3 separate regions of the Sus scrofa genome follow, and all the other regions are linked to region 1. A link is a contact called in public Hi-C and promoter capture Hi-C data. All regions are on one chromosome and are shown on one strand. The core of a region is the stretch at or near the end of the contact, and the rest is flanking DNA. Distances in the headings are between cores, read along the strand shown.

Region 1 (3,213 bases), core at 427-2,926:
TGAGCAAGGGCAGGGACCGAACCCGCAACCTCATGGTTCCTAGTCGGATTCGTTAACCACTGCACCACGACGGGAACTCCGACTTTTTATTCGATTTTACTTAGCCTTTCTTTGTAACTCCACAGCCCCAGGTGGAGTGGTTTGGCTGATGAGCCGTTTCCTCATAATTCACAAAAAAAACCAGCATCTTCCCTTCCTGAGACTGGTAGACTTAGGAACATGGGTCCAGACTGCTGCTAGATGGGGTGCAGGTTGTACAAATCCAGAAGCAGAGGAGCAAATTGACTTGTAGACCTTAGACCAGCTGGCCCCTCCAAGCCAAGGAGAGCTGGCTCATCCAATCTCCTGCCCCTTGTGTCACCCCGTTTGGGCCTTCCTCTACATCAGTGGTTCTCAACTGGGGGCAGTTTTGCCCCCCAGGACACACTGAACAGTGTCTAGAGGTGGCTTTTGTTGTCACAGCTGGTGGAGGAGAGGAAGGTTCTACTGACATCCAGGTGGCAGACTGGGGATGCTGCTAAACACCCTACAGGACCACTCCTCACTCCCACGCCAGCATAGACTGGTCCGGCCCTGAATGTCAGAAATGTGGCAGTGGGAAACTGTCCTCAGTATATTAAAAGGGCACCCTAAGGAAGGGGCAATTTTGCTACTCTGCTCCAGGAGGGGCCGTTCCTTTTGCATTGCCTAGACAGAGGGAATCCCCATCTTGGCTGTGCCCCATTCCTCATCTGTAAAATGGGAGTGATGATCATAGTGCCTACGTGATAGGAGTGTGGTACGAAATAACGTATTTAATGAGCGCTAGCTCACCACTGCCATGAGCCCAAGTTGGGGACCCAGTAAAAAAGGATGGCTAGTGAGCGCCCCCTCCCAACATCCCCTTGCTCCTGCAGCCCAGCATCCTCCAGAAGCTCAGGCTGTGGCTGAGAGAGACCCAAGAGGACCGCAGCCTGGCCCCGGGGCCTGCAGCTATCCTGCGCCAGGCCTTATGAATGACGACGGCCGGCGGCCGGGCGACCTATGACCCGCGGCGCCTGCTGCTCTCCTCCCCCGCTGGCAGGTGGACAGCGGCTGCGCCGGGGTTGCGGGGTGGGGTGGGGGGGGCGCGGCGCCAACCTCGGCTGGCCGGCAGCCGCTGCCGCACTGAGCGGGGGCGGGGGACTGCGGCGAATACGGGGCTGGGCGAGCGCCCGCCTGGACCGCCGCCTGGGGCTCCGAGCGCTGCGCGGCCGCCCGCCAGCCTCGGCCGCCCCGCCCGGCGGGTCCAGGCAACAGGATGAGCCTCCGCGCCCCCCCACCCGGTGGGTCGAGGCTCAGCCTGCCGCCCCGCCCGTCAGGTCCGGGCGGCGGGCTGAGCCTCCGCCCCGCCCTCTCACCTCGGGATTGACACTGAACGTTCGGCCGAGGGTTTGCCGGACAGCCAGCCTTGGCCAATTGACTGCCTCGCTGGGCGGGCCCCAGAGCCTGTCGGGAGGCTGGACCAATCAGACGCGTCGGCCCGCCCGGCTGAGGCCTCAGAAGCGCGCGAGTGGCCGGGCGTTCTAGGGGCGTGTCAGGGGCCGGGATCCTATGGCAGCACGGGAGGTTTGCGGAGGACCAATGGACTGCGGCGTAGCGCCGTCAGTCAGGGAGGCCTAGACCAATGAGCGGCAGGCTGCGGGGGCGTCACGGACAGCAGCAGCAGCGGACTTGGGCTGAGGTTCCCGGGCGGGCGGGCGCGGAGAGACGCGGGAAGCAGGGGCTGGGCGGGGGTCGCGGCGCCGCAGCCAGCGCAGCCAACCCCAGGGGCCGCCGCCGCCGCCGCCGCCCAGCGCGCTCCGGGGCCGCGGGCCGCCTCCAGCACCCGCCGCGCCGCAGCTCCGGGACCGGCCCCGGCCGCCGCCGCCGCGATGGGCAACGCCGCCGCCGCCAAGAAGGGCAGCGAGCAGGAGAGCGGTGAGTGCCCGGGCCGTGACCCCGATCGCGGCCCCGCGCTGCCAGCCCCCTCCCTGTCCATCACCGCTTGGCCCCTCCCCTTATCCCCCCCATTTCTCTCTGTTTACCCTACAGCGAACCCTTCCCCCTGTCTGTCCAAGGTTGGGGCCCAAGGCCCGCAGAAGACCCCGTAGGAGCCCCCTTGCCAAAGACCGTCCCCCTGTGCAAAGACCGTGCTCCCCCCCAGCTGTCACTGCCAACCATGGCACGTATAACCGCTGAGGCCCCACATGGGGCCCTGTCACTACCCCACTCTCTTCTTTCCTGGTACCTCTGCACAGATTCTAAATCTCCCCCCACTTCTTCACTCACCTCTTCCACACTCACCTCTTCTGCCAGTCTGGGAGTGCTGTGGGGTCTGCCTCCACCCTGCAGGGACCTTGGCCACTTGGTGACCACACCCCTCCCCCCTCCAGCCCCCGCCATCTTTCTCCTGCCCTTCCCCTCTTCACCTTATCACAGCCCCCTCCAACCCCACTTTGCCTTCCTTGAGCATTTCTCAGGGCCACCTCCAGAATTGTTTTTCCCTTCTGTGTCACTTGACATGGGGGACAGGATCTTTCTGGGTCTCTCTGCCCCTCTCTCATCCTGATACTCTCTGTCACTCTGCTCCTCTGCTTGTGCTCCCTCCTCCAAGCAAGCGTCTGTCCCTGGCTGGGGTAGCAGACTGTTTATGAACCTAGAGAACTGCTTCAGTGCTTCCAAAGCCAAGTTTGAGCTGATCTTGCTGGAAAATTCATTGCGTCGTTTTTCCTGGGTTGGGGGGTGGAGGTGTCAGCAGAGAGCCCCTTCCCATCTCTGGAAGGCTCTAGGCTCCTCAGAGGGCCCCTCAATAAATGGTTGTTTCACAACTGAGGCTTCGTCATTCACCCAGTCCCCCAGGCTTCTTGACCCGCTCCGGGCTTGGGATGAAGAGTGTCTGGCTTTAACAAGCCTCCTTCAGCTTGAGCTGGAATGGTGAGAAAGAGGACTCAAGGGATGGCAATTGGGAGGAGTAGTGGGTGACATCTAATGCCTCTCTGCCAAGGGACAAATAGATTCTGATCATTCCCAGGGTTCAACCAGAGAAGAGCCTATTTCTCCCTCAGCCCCCAAATAGTGGCCTTTTCCAGCCAGCCAGGGAAAGAGATTTTGGTATCTGGAAATGCCTTCAGAAATGGCCTTGAGCCCCTTCCTCAGTTCCTCCAGCTCTTAAATTGTCATCACTCCAGGCATAAAGCTGGACCTCAGCTAGGA
Region 2 (3,427 bases), core at 564-3,063, 840 kb after region 1:
GCCGGCTTCGCCTCGCACGCCGGCGGCGCCGTCGGCGGGGCGGCGGGGCTGCAGTTCAGGAGGCCGGAGAAGCGCCTCTGCAGGACACGCGCCAAATTGGGGAAGGCGCCCTCCGTTTGCGCCGGAGGGGGCTGCAGGCGATTGAGGACCTCCGAAGGGGCCCCTTCCTCCTCTTCTTCTAGACGGGCTTTCTTACTCGGGACCAGTGCGGCGTCCCCACCGTCGCTCAGGCTGCTGCTTCGCCGCTTGCGGCTGACTTTGGCAGGGCGCGGGGCACAGGGGGCAGGGGTCTCCTCGATTCTCGGCGCCTCCTGCGTGTCCATGGGTTCCGGAGAGGGAGGCTCACCGTCGGGGAGCGCTGCATTGGCTGCGGCTTCCGCTTCTCGCGGTGGGTGTAGGCGAGGATCAGGGGAGCGGGCGGGTGGCAAGGGCACCTCAGGCTCGTGGGCTTCCACCTTTGCCGAAAGGTAGAGCTCCCGGGCGCTACGCATGACCAGCGACAGCTGCAGACTCCGGTGCAACCGTAGGCCACCGCGCTGCATGCGCGAATGGTACATCTTCCAAACGGACAGGGTCATAATGCGTTGCGCCTCTTTCTGCACTTCCATGACGACTCGACGGCGGGACCGAGGTTTGGCGGGGACTCTGGGCTGGGCAGGGGAGGTGGCAGGTGCACTCCAGACTATGCGTTCGTTCACGCCTCTCTCTGCGGAGATACCCACACTGAGAGACTAGTAGGACGCTCTGCCCGGCCGCCCGCCACCCGGGCCCTTTTGTACCCAGTGTGATGTCACGGAGACGCCCCGCCCAATCAGAGAGCCGCATCCGGGCTTTCCGCAGCGCAGCGGGGCTAGAGACTCCTTAAAGGGACAGGGTGGGATTTACCCTGAGATGAAAAGGGACCCGAACTTGTAGAGGGTGAGCGTTCCCCAGTCCAAGCTGACCTCTCCCGGCGGTATCCTTTCTCAGTGGCCCCAGTGCATCCTTGCGCAGGCCCAGTGTAGGGGGGCCGTAGGTGGGGCTCAGGGCCGACCCACGGGTTGCGTCTGTAGAGCCCAGCGAGCTGGCCTTAGCTTGTAAGTTTCCTTTCGCACCTGGGAAGACCCGGGTTCCAGCCGGTACATCCCCCGTGGGAACAGTGCCTAGCATCTACCAGTCTCTTAATTAACGTTTTTTTGTTGTTAATAACGATGCTAGCAACATTTATTAAGCACTTACTATGTGCCACGCGCTAAAGTCTTTCCTTTCATAAATATGTTATTGATCTCTCACCTCCACTCCGCGGAGGGTAGTTATATCTGATTTCTTCAGGTGGGGAAACCTAGACAAGAGTGATTCGTCCAATATTTGCTAAACAAATAAATGGGCTACTGCGGTGAAACGAGACCGTTTGGGCCTCCAGCCCTCTCCATTCCCCTCCGTATGGAAGCGGTAAGAAGGCGGGACACGCTGGTTGCGTTGCCTTAGAGCAAAGATGCCCACTCCACGGGCGGCGGATGTCTGCAGACACAAGTGCAGTCCAGGCTGCCATCTCTGCGCTCCGCAAGAATCACCCTCCCACTTCGTCTGTTTCCCTAGGCACGAAATCCACCGTGGGCGTGGAACTCGTAAGGCGGAGTACCCAGCCGCAACACAACCCGAGTGAGCACGTGGCTGTGGCCCCCCAAACGACGCAGCGGTGCTCCGCCTCTGCTCCCCAGGAGGCGGAGTTGGGGTAGAAGCTGAAAACTGAACAACTCAGAAATAGAGCAGATAGAAAACAGCCGCCCCACCTTCCGCTTCGCACTACAGTTCCAAGGAAACCTAATTCCAGTTACTCAGGAAAAAAAAAAAAAAAAAAAAAAAGCAATACGGTTCGAATAGTTCCATTCATTCGTGGTGCGGGCCCTTTAAGGGAAGGCTCCACCGCCCCCAACTCTTGCGCGAGCCTTCCCGCCAAGAGATCTGCTAGACTTCCACCACTAAATTTGGAAGTAATGACGTAGAGCGTGCGCGTGAGCCGCTTCCGGCTGCCCATATAAGGACAGGAACCCGGATCTCGATACGGGACAGCCACGGGCTTCTTCCGGGCGGGGGTGGTGCCTTAGCCTCCGGACACGCCCCCTCCGCTCTTTCTCTCCCGGCAGCTAGGGCTGGCTGGAGCCCCCGGTTTCCGGAGCGGCGTTCAGCCCGGCCCACAGAGAGGAAGGAGAAAGTTTCGCTTCCTTCCCTCCGGAGACCGGGAAGATGTGACGCCCCTCCAGAAAAGCCCCTGCTGGCGTGTAGGGGCTACCTCACTGTTCACTCTGACGCCGTATCCCAGAGATCTACACAAAGACCTTGCCAACTCAAGCAGCTACTCCCTGAGGACTCTCATTCTGGTCCCCTCCATGGAGATCCTGCCCCTCCCCTTAAAGTGATCCTCCTTTGCACCTCTGGATCACGCTCAGGTCCCCCATCTCCAACTCTGACACATGGGGGGGTCAATTATTCTCTCTTCTAAAAGACTTCTCCCAAAACCGCTCCCATTCAGCGATCCTGCCATATATTACTCGCTGAGAACGTCCTCATCCCCGCTCCCCCACACTCCCAATCCCACGAAACTCCACAACGACATCCCCCGCCCAGGCGCTGTCTCTGACACACAACAGGGGCGACCTTCTGAGGGTTTCTTAAGATAGCCCGCTCCAAGAATCAGGACCCCACTCGGGCAACGGTCCCCCCCACCAATAAAAAAAAAATGCTTTCTCGGAGACCCCACACATAAAGGTTCTGTCGCACAGGCGGCCACCCTGAGTCCCTCTCCAGACATTCCCTGGTCCCACTCCACGCGCAAAGGACTTCATTGCAGGCTATCTTCAGAGTTGCCCCCACCACACTCCCTCCCACGACCCCCAGGTCGCACCCAGAAAGATCCTACCCTCCAGAAGCATTTCCAGGGCCCCCATCCAGGGCCATCCTGCCCCGGGATGCTTCCCTCCTCCGCAGGAAAAAAAGAGGAGGGGTAAATCAAACAGAACTCGTCACAGAATGCCTGCAGTTCACCCTGGCCCCGCGGGAAGGTGGAGAGACCACCCATCCCCATACTGCTCCCCAAACCTGTCACACCTGACCCTGGGCTGGAACCATCTTCCAGGACAGGATCTAGGTGCAGGAGCATCATAAAGATGATCTACTAATTGAAGGAGCCACTTCCCCAGCCATAATCTGACCGGATTTGAAGGAGACTATTGTTATTTATATTGCCCAGAAGGGAAACCATGGTTGCGCAGCAACAATCCGAAGGCCTGGGTCTTCAACCAAGGCGTAGGGAGCTCTGACTCGAACCCAGCCAGACAGAACTGACACATCTGTGGACCAAGATGCGAAGAGGAATAGGTACGGGCAGGAAGCCGTTTCCGCCCACAACCAAGATGGCCGAAGAGAGAGCGGAAATTTCCACACTTCG
Region 3 (3,314 bases), core at 422-2,921, 860 kb after region 1:
TGACCTGGGACAAGCCCCAGCTTCCTCCCTTTTACCACAGAGAAGGCCCAAGCTGAACCTGGTGGTGTGAGCAATCAATGAGCTCATCTAACCAGCAAGCTCACTGCAGGGCCTGGACAAGAAGAGCACTCCAGAGGCAGAGCCCTGGGATCAGTAGCACCAAAGGCCAGGGCCTGGGTGCAGGGGCCTGTTTTGATCCCTCTCAGTGACCTGCCTTCACCCCATCAGGAGCCTCTGAGACACAATGAACTGAGCTTTATATGCTCACCTTCTAGTAAGACACTTGAGAGAATGTGGGGGTACTGTGAGGTCCCAACCCCTAGGCTTGAGGGCCCCAAGGTGGGGAAAGAATCTAAGACCCTAAGGTGTTCAGATAACAGGGGTGGGGGGTGGGGTGTGTGTGTATATGCTGGGCTGCCTCCATGAAGATATACCGGTTAGAGATGTACAAGAGGGTGATAAACAATATGGGCAAGCTAGGTGTTCCAGACTATTTCCCAAGAATCCCACACAAACACCCTCCTGGCAGGCTCAAACTCTGGAACAGCCCGCAGAGGCTTGCCCAAAGGGTAGGTCGGGACCTAGAACCTGATAAATAGAGATGAGAGGTGTGAGAAAGAGTAAACACTTCAGGTTTGACTCCAACTTAACATCTGGCCGACAAAGGGGGGCGCACCTTGGCACGTGCCTTTTGATCACAGTACTTTCTCCGGACCTGCTCCTACACCCCCACAAGCCTACTTAGTCCAAAGGCTCTGCCTCTCCCTCCCAAAGCTCCTACAGTAGTTCCTCAACCTACCTGATCGCCCCCGTATCCGGCCCTCGCCACCCCTCCAACGCTCCCAGCACTAACCTCATGTGACCCCTGCAAACATCTCTGGGATCTCCTAACCGCCCCCACCCGAACTAACTCCGCCCACACCCACCCAGCTCCACTTCCTGGGCTTCTCCCCAGCCGCCCCCAAGCCTGTAACCTGACCCACCTCCTCCGGCGCCCCGACAGTACCTGCAAGCCCGGCCCCTCCCCGCCCCCCTCGGGGCCATTTCCCTCCAGCCAAGCCGCTTTCCCCTCCTCCCCCATTCCGCCGGCCCAAAGACCGACTCCTCCTCCCCCTCCCCCTCCGGCCTCCACGGGCGCCTCTTCACTTTTCCTCCTCCGGCCCTCCCTCCAACTTCCTGGGCCCCTAGCCACCTGCCCCGGCCTGGCCTCACGCCTCTCTGGCCGGGAATAGGGGGAGGTCTGGGCCCGATCCCGACGCCCGCAAGCCCCGCGGTCCCGCGCGGGGCTGAACGCTCGAAGCCGCTCGCGGGGGCCGGGACTCCCCACACACTCGCCGGCTGGGGCATAGTGCAGGCTACTGGCCAGGTTCCTGGTTGGAGGAGGCCCCCATGTCTTCCCTCCCCTCGCCCCTTAGCCAGACCTCGGATGCCCTCGGGCCGCCCAAGCAAGAGGAGGCCGGAACCGGGCCTGGGGCGGGCCGCCTCACCTGCGCCGTGGCCGCGCTCCGGGGGCTCCCGGCAGGCTCCGCAGCGGCGGCTGGGGCCGGGCCTGGGCCCGGGGCGCGCCCCCCTGCGCCGGGGCCTCGGCCTCCGCCTCCGCGGCCTCCGCGGCCTCCGCCTCAGCAGCAGCGGCAGCCGCGGCGGCCATTCATTGTGGGCCAGGCCGCCCCAGCCGAGCGCCGAGCGAGCGCAAGGCGCGCCGCCGCCGCAGCCCGGCCGGGGAGGAGCGGCCTGGCCCCGCCCGCGCACCGCCCCCAAAACCCGCCCCCCCGAGGCTAGGCCAGCCGAGCACCGAGAGCACACCCCTTCTTTTCTCAGTCTCCTCCCTCCGCCCCCTGGACTCAACGCCTGGACCTCGGCCCTGCTGGAGAGTTCCAGTCCCCACCCCGTCACCTTCTAGTCCCACAACCTAAAGCAAGTCGCTTTCCCTTCGGAATTTTAGTTTCCTGTAAAAACGCAAACAATAATGTCTGCTGTTTATTGTGTCAGGCACTGTTTTGTGTTCTTTATGGGATTATCTCGTTTAAACTTCACATTAACATCTTTAGATAGGAGTTATTTTACACACACACACACACACACACACTTTCAAAAAATAAGAAAGCACAGAGAAACGAAGAAACCTCCTCAGGATCACTCAGCAAGGAAGTGGTGGCGGGTTCCAGGATTCAAACCGAGGCTCAAGAAGAGACAATAAAAGTTAATACTTGGAGTTCCCTTGTGGCACAACGTGTTAAGTATCCGGTGTTGTCACTGCAGCGGCCCGGATCAAGTTCAGTCCCTGGGCTGGGAACTTCGACATGCCACAGGCATGGCAGAACAAGTATTTTATGATGCTTATGCGATGCCACGTTCCATTCTAAGCATTTCACTCATTTAATTCTCGTCACAACTCAATAACGAAAGTTTAAAAGTTCTGCCCATTTTGCAAATGTGTAAATATGAGCAGAGAACATTAAGAACAAGTAGCAGGATGAGCTGGGGAATACAGGCCTCTATGCCCTCCTTTCCTACACCACTTAGAACCTACTGAAGGTTTACTATGTGAGAGGGACTACTTTGCACATTTTCCAATGTCGTTTAATTTTTGCTCTATAGGATTCTTCTCTAACAGGTAAGGAAAGTGAGTATAATTTAAATAAAGTGCCAAGAGCATGTGGTAGGACTGAGTTTCAAACGCAGTAAATCTGTTTTCAGAGCCTGAGTTATTCCTGCAGGATGCCCTGAAAATAATGTGCTTAAAACCCAGGAAACAGGAGACGATCAATAGGTGTTGGATTTCCGCTTATCGCCCCTTTTCTGAGCCTCACCCTCCTCATCCGAGAAATGGGGCTAGTGACGTATTCCCTCCCAGGGGAGCCGCAGTGATTGAGGCCACCACACAACACGTTCAGCTCTTTGCGCCGTGCATTTTGATTCCCGCTGCCCACTGTAGGTAGCATCACTGATTGACTGGATTCTGTCACGTGACGTGCCCTCCCACTGTGCCAACATGGCGGCGCCCAGGTCCTAATCCGGGAAACGTGCACCGAAATTAATTCGGTTTTCCGTGCCGCGAGAGAAGGTGAGGAGGGCCTGGGCGACGCGAGGAGGGATCCTGGCCAGGGGCGGGCCCGCTCGAGGGCTTCCAACTTCGTAGGGGCAGTTCTCCAAAGACGGGGGGAGTGGTGTCAATTTACCGAGGCCTCAGAGTCTCCTTAGTCCCTACTTTAGTGACATGTAAGCCACCCTGCCCGGGAACGCACCTCTCTGATGTTCTCCCTGTTCCCTCCCCTGCCCTCCGAACCAGGCTTGGTTGGCAGAGGCGCCCGCGG

Evidence for each region. Promoter capture Hi-C pulls out the DNA fragments that hold promoters and counts their contacts. A called contact is a pair of places that touch in the nucleus more often than the background predicts.
Region 2: a Hi-C map of liver shows a contact between it and region 1, with 6 times the contacts expected there. The contact joins the promoter of IER2 here to the promoter of PRKACA in region 1. A contact is called at or near these places in 1 of 5 promoter capture datasets (liver) and 2 of 47 Hi-C or Micro-C datasets (embryonic fibroblasts and liver).
Region 3: a promoter capture Hi-C map of liver shows a contact between it and region 1, with 5 times the contacts expected there. The contact joins the promoter of NACC1 here to the promoter of PRKACA in region 1. A contact is called at or near these places in 1 of 5 promoter capture datasets (liver), 1 of 47 Hi-C or Micro-C datasets (embryonic fibroblasts) and 1 of 2 datasets of contacts at active chromatin or transcription factors (skeletal muscle).

Annotation. Positions count from the first base shown.
Region 1 is chr2:65,073,200-65,076,412 of Sscrofa11.1, forward strand. PRKACA (cAMP-dependent protein kinase catalytic subunit alpha) reads left to right here and starts at 1,677. Exons shown (of 10, transcript XM_003123353.4): 1 at 1,677-1,938. The coding sequence starts at 1,893.
Region 2 is chr2:65,910,678-65,914,104 of Sscrofa11.1, forward strand. IER2 (immediate early response gene 2 protein) reads right to left here and starts at 1,814. Exons shown (of 1, transcript XM_003123342.4): 1 at 1-1,814. The coding sequence starts at 608.
Region 3 is chr2:65,937,169-65,940,482 of Sscrofa11.1, forward strand. NACC1 (nucleus accumbens-associated protein 1) reads right to left here and starts at 1,672. Exons shown (of 6, transcript XM_003123340.6): 1 at 1,488-1,672. TRMT1 (tRNA methyltransferase 1) reads left to right here and starts at 2,985. Exons shown (of 17, transcript NM_001243450.1): 1 at 2,985-3,064.